Linked DNA regions of Pan troglodytes: region 1 is linked to region 2. Evidence: chromatin contacts called from public Hi-C data. All regions are on one chromosome and are shown on one strand. The core of a region is the stretch at or near the end of the contact, and the rest is flanking DNA. Distances in the headings are between cores, read along the strand shown. Region 1 overlaps MLLT3 (MLLT3 super elongation complex subunit). Region 2 holds the start of MLLT3 (MLLT3 super elongation complex subunit).

Evidence for each region. Hi-C and Micro-C count contacts between places; a contact is called where the count stands out from the background.
Region 1: a contact with region 2 is called in a Hi-C map of a lymphoblastoid cell line, with 4 times the contacts expected there. The contact joins the enhancer-like site here to the promoter of MLLT3 in region 2. A contact is called at or near these places in 3 of 7 Hi-C or Micro-C datasets (blood, a lymphoblastoid cell line and stem cell-derived neural progenitor cells), 1 of 1 datasets of contacts at active chromatin or transcription factors (stem cell-derived excitatory neurons) and 1 of 1 other capture datasets (stem cell-derived neural stem cells).

Annotation. Positions count from the first base shown.
Region 1 is chr11:95,551,982-95,555,846 of NHGRI_mPanTro3-v2.0_pri, reverse strand. The region is part of intron 8 of MLLT3 (MLLT3 super elongation complex subunit); the gene reads right to left. Among named protein-coding and RNA genes, the nearest start is that of MLLT3, 270 kb to the right of the region's middle. Within about 2 kb of position 2,531, at least 3 of the 24 cell types and tissues checked have an H3K27ac peak or open chromatin away from gene starts, as enhancers often do. A contact at or near this core is called in a lymphoblastoid cell line, where this site is marked.
Region 2 is chr11:95,286,788-95,290,568 of NHGRI_mPanTro3-v2.0_pri, reverse strand. It overlaps MLLT3 (MLLT3 super elongation complex subunit), which reads right to left and starts at 1,910. Exons shown (of 9, transcript XM_016960675.4): 1 at 992-1,910. The coding sequence starts at 1,003.

The sequences.
Region 1 (3,865 bases), core at 1,282-3,781, 260 kb before region 2:
GCCATTAAATGTTAAAAAAAAAAAAAAAACCCACACACAGCTGGGGTAGATTAAGTACTAACGTCAAGTCATTTGAAAGTAGTAAAAAAAAAAAGAAAAAAGAAAAAAATTCAAACAGCGAAACAATCTACATGTCTGCCCTGGAATTTAGAACACACATTCTTCTCTTTGGGTGTTAAAAAAAATTACCAATAGCTGCTAGTAGTGCAACAGAGGCATACATCATTAACTGAATGAAAATGAAAAACCACCCTTCTTATCTTCTCAAAACATCAAATTATACTATAGAAGTTTCCCCACTCTACAAGTATTCCACTACAAGTATTCCACAGTTGAGTTCATAATAATAGAATGTATGTCATACAAGATAAGGGAAATGAAGAAAATATTTATTTTCCTTAGAATATCATTGGCAAAGGTTACTAAATTGAATCACAAATGTTTACAACACTTGACTCAAATTCTTATCACTGTTTTCCCATGAAACCAGAAGCCTGGCCCCAAAGCTTTTTGCATTTCTACTGTCCCCTCCCTGAGCCCACATTACACCAGCCATCTGAGGGATCACTACAATCCAGTATCACTTCCCAAATTGCCCAGTTCTCACCATCCACTGCACTAGAGGAGGGAGAACAGTTGCCATAGAGCTCCAGAGCAGACTTCTAGGTGGCCTCAGAAATGAGAACCCTTCCCAAATACATCTACAGGTGGCATTCGCCAGGTTCCGATAGCGTGGGGCTGCAGTGGCCTCCAGGTGCTATCACGCTACTGCAGGACAAACCAAGTCTTGAAGTTTCTGGAAAGGGTTGTGCTAAAAAGCATTTCTCACCTGCTGCAGAATGTGTCTTTCTCTCAGTGTCATTAACCTTCTGTGAAGCTCTACCAGTTCATCTAGGTATGCCTGAAAGAGAAGAATGTCCCCGAAAAGGACAAGCACTTTAAGAAGTAGTTCAAAAATAAATGAATATGTAAGTAAGAACACACAGGCAACAGCAGCTGGAGGTTTCTCATTACACCACTCTAGCCCAGGCTGTGTGCACTCAGTGCCCAAAGGCCTCTGCAGACCAAGGCTGTCTCGGACCAGTCATTACCTTTATCACACCAACTTCAAAAAGGGAGTTGGAGTGAATTCTTGGACTTAATTGCTCTTATGAAGATTCAAGTCAGTAGACTCACTTTCCTCCAACAATATCTCTACAAAAGGTAGGGAAATTAAATGCTAAATTGTGAGTTTAAACATATTAACAAAGGCTACTTTCATTTTTTTTTATTCTTGAATCTCAGAAGGTTTCTAAGAGAAAAAAATTCTAAGTTTGAACATGGAAACAAGAATGTACATTACCAATTAAGTCAGGGGAATTTTGTGGGGTTTTTCCTGTTTGTTTTGTTTTTGTTTTAAAAAGGCTTCCTGGTCATACCAAACATTGCTAGTAAGCAATGCCAGCAAGTGACAGAAGAACACAAGAATGTATTATGAAAAACAGGGATCACTATCTAATTATCATCTGATTTGTGAAGAGCTCCCCTGAAAGGGGAGAGGGGGTACCTCTCTTTTCATATGCTCAGACTCACGAGTCTGTGTTAGTGTAACTGCATGGGTGCCCCCAGCACCATTTGCGATAAAGGCAAATGAAAGATTTGTGAAGCATTACAGAGGTCTGCCCTGGCCCTACAGAGCAGGGTTAGGGCTCTGCCCAAACCAGGTAACTTAACCCCATCAGGTGTTGTAGTCAGATTTCAGAAGCATGATGCACACTCTGGGAAAGCACACTGCACTAGCATCAGATGTCTTGCTCATCTACGTCTGAGATTCCTTAATATTCTATCTCTACCACAATTCTCTTAATTCCCAATTCAATGTGCCTGAAATCCCTTGGCAATGTAGGCATCATGGCAAATGACAGCATAAGGCCAAGCTTAATACTGAAGATATAAACAACACATGGAAAACAAACTACAAAGCACTGGGATGAAATACTCATCATTTGGGCATCTTGGGCACTTTGATGAAGAAAATGAAAGGAGAATCAGCAAGGATGATCAAGGGGAACACAAAGAAACAGAAGGCTTGTCAGTGTTGGAGCCCTCCTAGTAACAGACTGGAAACCTACCTTGTCACATTCACCATTCTTTATTTGCTTATCTGATTTGCTTTGCTTTATTGGACTTTTCACTTCAAGAATCTAGGGATCAAAGAGAACGCTGTGTTAAATTTTATTTCAAGCATCTCTTAGCTAACCAGCCACATAAACAAAGGCATCCACTGAATGAAATGTACAGTAACATTTGCTTTCCAAATAGCATTTCTTTTCTATACATTTTCCTTCTTCTCTCTAATCTTATTTTCCTTGGAAAATGAATTACTTAGATCTGAAATGCTGAGTCAGAAAAGTAGAACTAAAAAAAAAAAAAAAAAACCACAGTTGATGATAAGGAAATTGATCTAAGCTTCCAAGGCTGCTTCTCTTTTGCGACAACACTCTCACCATATGTATAGCAGCTGAGTTATACTGAGATTATAGTTCCCTCTGGCAAGAATTTTTTTCCTATTCATTCTGCTGTTTCAGCATGACTACTAGTGCTCAGTATGCTAGGGATGATAAAAACAAATACTCAAACGCCCTTTTTAGTACCTAACTTTCACATTCTAAAATTACTCATATGCACAAAACTGATACAGCTTTGGAAATGAAGATGGCCGACAATCTTCTGTGTTTTAAGAAATGATGTGTTTACCCTTGGTAAAACGCCAAGTGCTTTTCCTTTTATCTGGACTGATTACAACTTAAGTTATGAATAGCTTTACATACTGTATAGAAGCTTTGGTGGGAAGCTATGTTTCTACTTAATAAAAAGGAGAAGCAAATTATTATTTAATAAATGCAGCTGATTTCTTTGACAGCATCTTCAAAACTGAGGATTAAAAGGGAAGTATTTTTAAATGGCCCTCACTTGAAAAAGCTTGAAACCACTAAATTTATAAATGATGAGTGCTTACACATGTGTATAAACACAAAAAGCAAAGTAATTTGTCTTTTTCATTATAACTCATTATGAAGTGAGTTGTTATAATTGGAGACTAATATTAAAGGAGGAAAATGCCAAATAAAGGACCTAATTTATCTTAAGAGGTTTTATATTCCTACTGTTCTCTTTACCCATTCTGTGCCCTAACTTAGTAACAGTTCTGTCCACAAGTTTACCACATTCCGTAACATAAAGATTTTAAGAATGAGTCCACTTTTAATCTGTAGTGGCAAGAACACTGATTAGGCTCAGAAGCCCAAGTTCAAGTCCCAGCCTTATTATTTAATATTTTTGGACTGCAAAGGATGAAATGGGAGCGATGAACAAGATAACACCCAGATTCCCATTCAGCTTTAACATTTTTTATTACTAATAAACATTTTACTGGATGAGGATAGGAACATGACATCCTGGAAAAGACCAAATACTCCTGAAGGGGCATATTTTTATTTTAATTGAGAATAATGCACGAGTAAAAAGTGTCCTTTTAACAGTCTTTCCTGACAATCATGCTTTTTTTCATCATTTTTAATATGAAGATAACCAAATGACTAATTTGACCAGGCTAACTTAAAATACAATACTTTTGGCAACACAAGGAAACTACTTATTAGCAGGGCAAGGCAATCGTTTTTAACATGCTCCACTGTAAAGGAAACCAAATACTCCACTACATTCAGAATTTCCTCCTCCATTGTTGTTGGAAGTGAGATCTCAAGGGAAAAATCAGCGCTGAGACCTAGGAGTAAGTAGGTCAGTAGATGGCACTCCTCGCCAACTCAGATACTGGGCTGGGCATGCAGAGACAATCCGCTGAGATTTCAGGCAAGAAAAAAAG
Region 2 (3,781 bases), core at 661-3,160:
CTCCCCGAAAGTACCGCGGCGACAGGCACACGCCGAGGAAGTCTTTGTGTACGTGTGTGTGCGTGCGTGTGGAGCGCTGTGCCAGGCGGAATGGAAACTACAGGCAGCCTCTGCTGATGGGCACAAACTCCCGTGCTCTTGCCACGGGGTTCGTGCACAACAAAAATGAGACGTCGTCATACACACTGAAACACACACACACGCCCGCAGGAAAACACGCCGAGGCATCCATAACTTAGAGCACCCTGCACCCCCCAGCGAAAAGCCCCACGCGATCGGCGAGGCCAGTCGAACCGAGCCCCCGCAACACACTTTCAAAAGCCCAAGTGGCTCCAAAGTATCTCCCACCTCCCCCCAAAAAATGAAATTCAGAAAGGCAGGGCGGCGGGCGGACAGCCGCCGAGCCTCGGCTCGCGCTCAGCACCTCCCGGCGCTGGGGCAAAGTTGCGTGCGGCCCCGCCGCTGTCAGCCCCGCACACTTCGGCTCACACACGCGCGCCGCGGAGAACGCACCATCGTAGCGGCCGCGGCGCTTTGCGGAGGTGCGGCCGCCGAGGCTGCTCGCCGCGTCCCCGGACTGTGCCCGCAGCTCCCGGCGGCGGCGGCTGAAATATGGCTGAGTTATTATTCGCCTCCTTCCACCGTGTGTGTGTGTGTGTGTGTGTGTGTGCGCGCGTGTGTGTGAGCGAGAGGGAGTGTGTGAGTGCGCTTCTTGTGACTGCAAAGAGGCGAGGAGGGAGGGAGGCGCGGGGGGTGGAGGGGCGAGTGTGAGCGTGTGTGAGTGTGTGTGTGTCTGTGTGTGTGTGCGCGCGCCGGGGGGGTGGGGGAGGAGGGGAGCGGAGGCTGAGGGAGAGGCGGCAGCTCCCTGCAAGCCGTACCAACCTTTCTCTAATTGGAACCGCGGAGCGCTGGCGCTGTCTGGGCTGCGGCGGCGCAGGGCGAGGAAGGAAAGTGGGGGAGGGCTTTTATTATTATTTTTGCGCGTACTTACCGAGCTAGCCATGCCTGGGGGCCCGGAGGTTTGCTGGGGTGTTGTGTGGTACCCCCCCCCTCCTCCGCCCCCCCTCAGCTGTAATTCATGAAGAGGCTGCTATGAATGAGAGCGCGCCCAGGAGCGGAGGGTAGATGGCGGACATTCTCTGCCTTTTTCCCCCCGCGCTCGCTTGCTCGCTTGCTCGCTCGCTTATTAAACTCAGCCCCAAAAGCAAAAGCAGCAGCAGCAGCAGCAGCTCCAGGGTAAAGAAGATGATTCCGGAGCATGCGCCGTGGCGCCTGACACCCGGGCTCCGAGCCTCACAGGGCGGAGGGAGGGCTTGCGGGCGGGGCGGAGCGCGCGGGGAGGCAGAGCGAGCGAGCCAGGGGGAGCTCGAAAGAGCCAATCACCTGCCACCTCCCGAAACCCCGGCGGCCCGCAGCGCCACACTGGAAAGCCTCGCTTAAAGTAACAGGTTCCTGCTGGGGGGGTGGCAGGGAGGGGACGCTGGAGTGGGGAGAGCGGCCAGCTGGGGAGCCATCCCAGCCCCTGTGTAAACTCGCTCGCCCTACAATAAAAAACGGATTAAAACTGCTGGAATGTAGCCACTGCTTAGAGCCCCCAGCAGCCGGAGAGGGGGCGTTAAATCAAGTCCTTAGCTAGTACGCACGGGGAGGAGGGAGTGGGCTTTCTTTTACTTTCCACCACGTATTTCTGTGGTTTTGTGCTGAAAAGACAAGAACTCACACCCAAACAAACTTACTTAAAGAGAGCGAGAGAAATGCCATCCTGCAAAAAACGAGCATGAAAATAGCAATCACTGAGGCTGTTCTAACCCGCAACGATCCCCTGGCCCCCTGCCCCATCCACTCACAGGCACCCGCCCGCCACCGTCACTCCCCGCCCTTCTGCCACCGCCACCGAAAATTTGAAAATGAAATGAACAAGGGAGAAACAAGGATGCTATTTCCTTGCAAGGGAACGCCTTCCGCTTTGGTAATCCCCGGCTGGGAAGCTTCATAAAGCGGTGCCCAGGTGAAAGCAAGACACCTGGGAGTGCCGGGTAGAGACCCTCGGGGACCAGGTTTGGAGTTGTTTTCTTCGGGAGGCTTCCCCTCCTGACAGCCTACTGAGTTGCATCAGAACGTGGAGGATTGTCCTCTGAGGACGCGCGGGGCAACCGGGAGTCTTAAAATAGCAGATAAAGTTAATACTGACTGTAATGTGCGTAAATTGGATTATAATCTTTAGGCGTATTGGTGACAACCAGCGTAATCCATCTCTGGGTATTAATCCGGTTAGACTCCCGGGTGACAACCAGTCGCAGGAGTGTTCCCAGAGTCGCGCCTCTGCAAATGTTCTCACTCGCGTTGTATTTGATCTCAGTGGCCGGAGATAGAACAGCGCGGCCACGCGTGGGGCGCGGAGAGGAGTATCAACTACTGGCTTCCTTTAGAAACGCAGATAACCTTTAAAAAGGAAACGGATAAGATCTAGACGATTGATTTGAAAGTGAAAGATGGATGTGACTTTGGTTCGTTAAAAAAAGATCCTTGCATCTTCCTAGCCCTTAGACCTCTTTTGCCTTCTCTTTACTCCCCTTTTTCCCTCGCCTTCCAACTTCTTGCTGAACCTTGATTTTTCCTTCTCTTCTCCATGCCTTTCCTCTTTGTCCCTCTTTCTTTCCTCTTTGTCCCTTTCTTTCCTCTTTGTCCCTTTCTTTCCTCTTTGTCCCTCTTCCTCTTTCTGACTGAACTTCCTTGCTTTCCTCTTTTCCCTTTTCTTCCCTTTTCCACAAAAGCAAGTTGTCTCGGCCCTTGAATTGAGGAGAGCAGAATAGCGGGGCGGACGTTACCTAGGGCGTCCTGTGTCCTCGCTGTTAATTTTCAGTTCTCCCAGCAGCTCTCAAAAAGATCCTGGGAATCAGATCGGACCACTTGGAAACAACCTTAGTTTCCAAACCAGCGGCCTTCCAACTCAACTTTTGATTCCCTAAAACTGATATTCCGCTGCCTGTCAGTTATAATCAAGAAACTTCTTTGGCTTGAGGTCCCCAGTTCTTCCCAGCCTTCTACAGGATTTAGCATAGAATGGAGCAAACGACTGAAGGTAGAAACATTTTAATCTAAATCCAAGGGCTTAGATTTGTCAACTGACACACATATACATAACTGCATATCATCCTGTAGGTATATGCGTCGCTGTGTCTGTATGTGTGTACAAGGACTACGTTTATATTCGCAGAGACAAGCTGTGTGGGTAGTATCTACGTGAAGGGGGGACCTATTTGCTGTGCATTATTAAACTTTTGATAAAATAATCAAATTTGAGAGCAGTCCTTTGTAAAATAATATTGGAAACTAAAGGTTATCTGGATATGCCATTAGTAAAGCCATTTCTTATTAAGAAGTAACCATTAACAGCGAGTGTAGCTCAGGACACAGGCAAAAAACAACAATCCCATTCCCCGTTTGAGTTCATTTCAGGGTTTAACTTCTTCCGGCGCCAGCCACCGGACTCTCTTGAGATTGTCTCCAAAACTTGTACCCGCACAACAGATAGAGGTCTCTTTTTTGAATTATGTGTTTGCTGAATTCAGATTTATTCCAGCAATCACTAATAAGCCATAGAGTCTGAAAGGGTATTTTCCCAGTACCCCTCCTTCCTCAAAGAATGCTCTAACAACCCAATGTAGTTACTCCCAATCTCCAAATACTGGACATTTAGATTCCGTCAGTAGATGGCGCACGGAGCTCTTCCACGGACGTCCTTACGTGACCCCTTCACAACAAAAAGATCAGGAAGGGG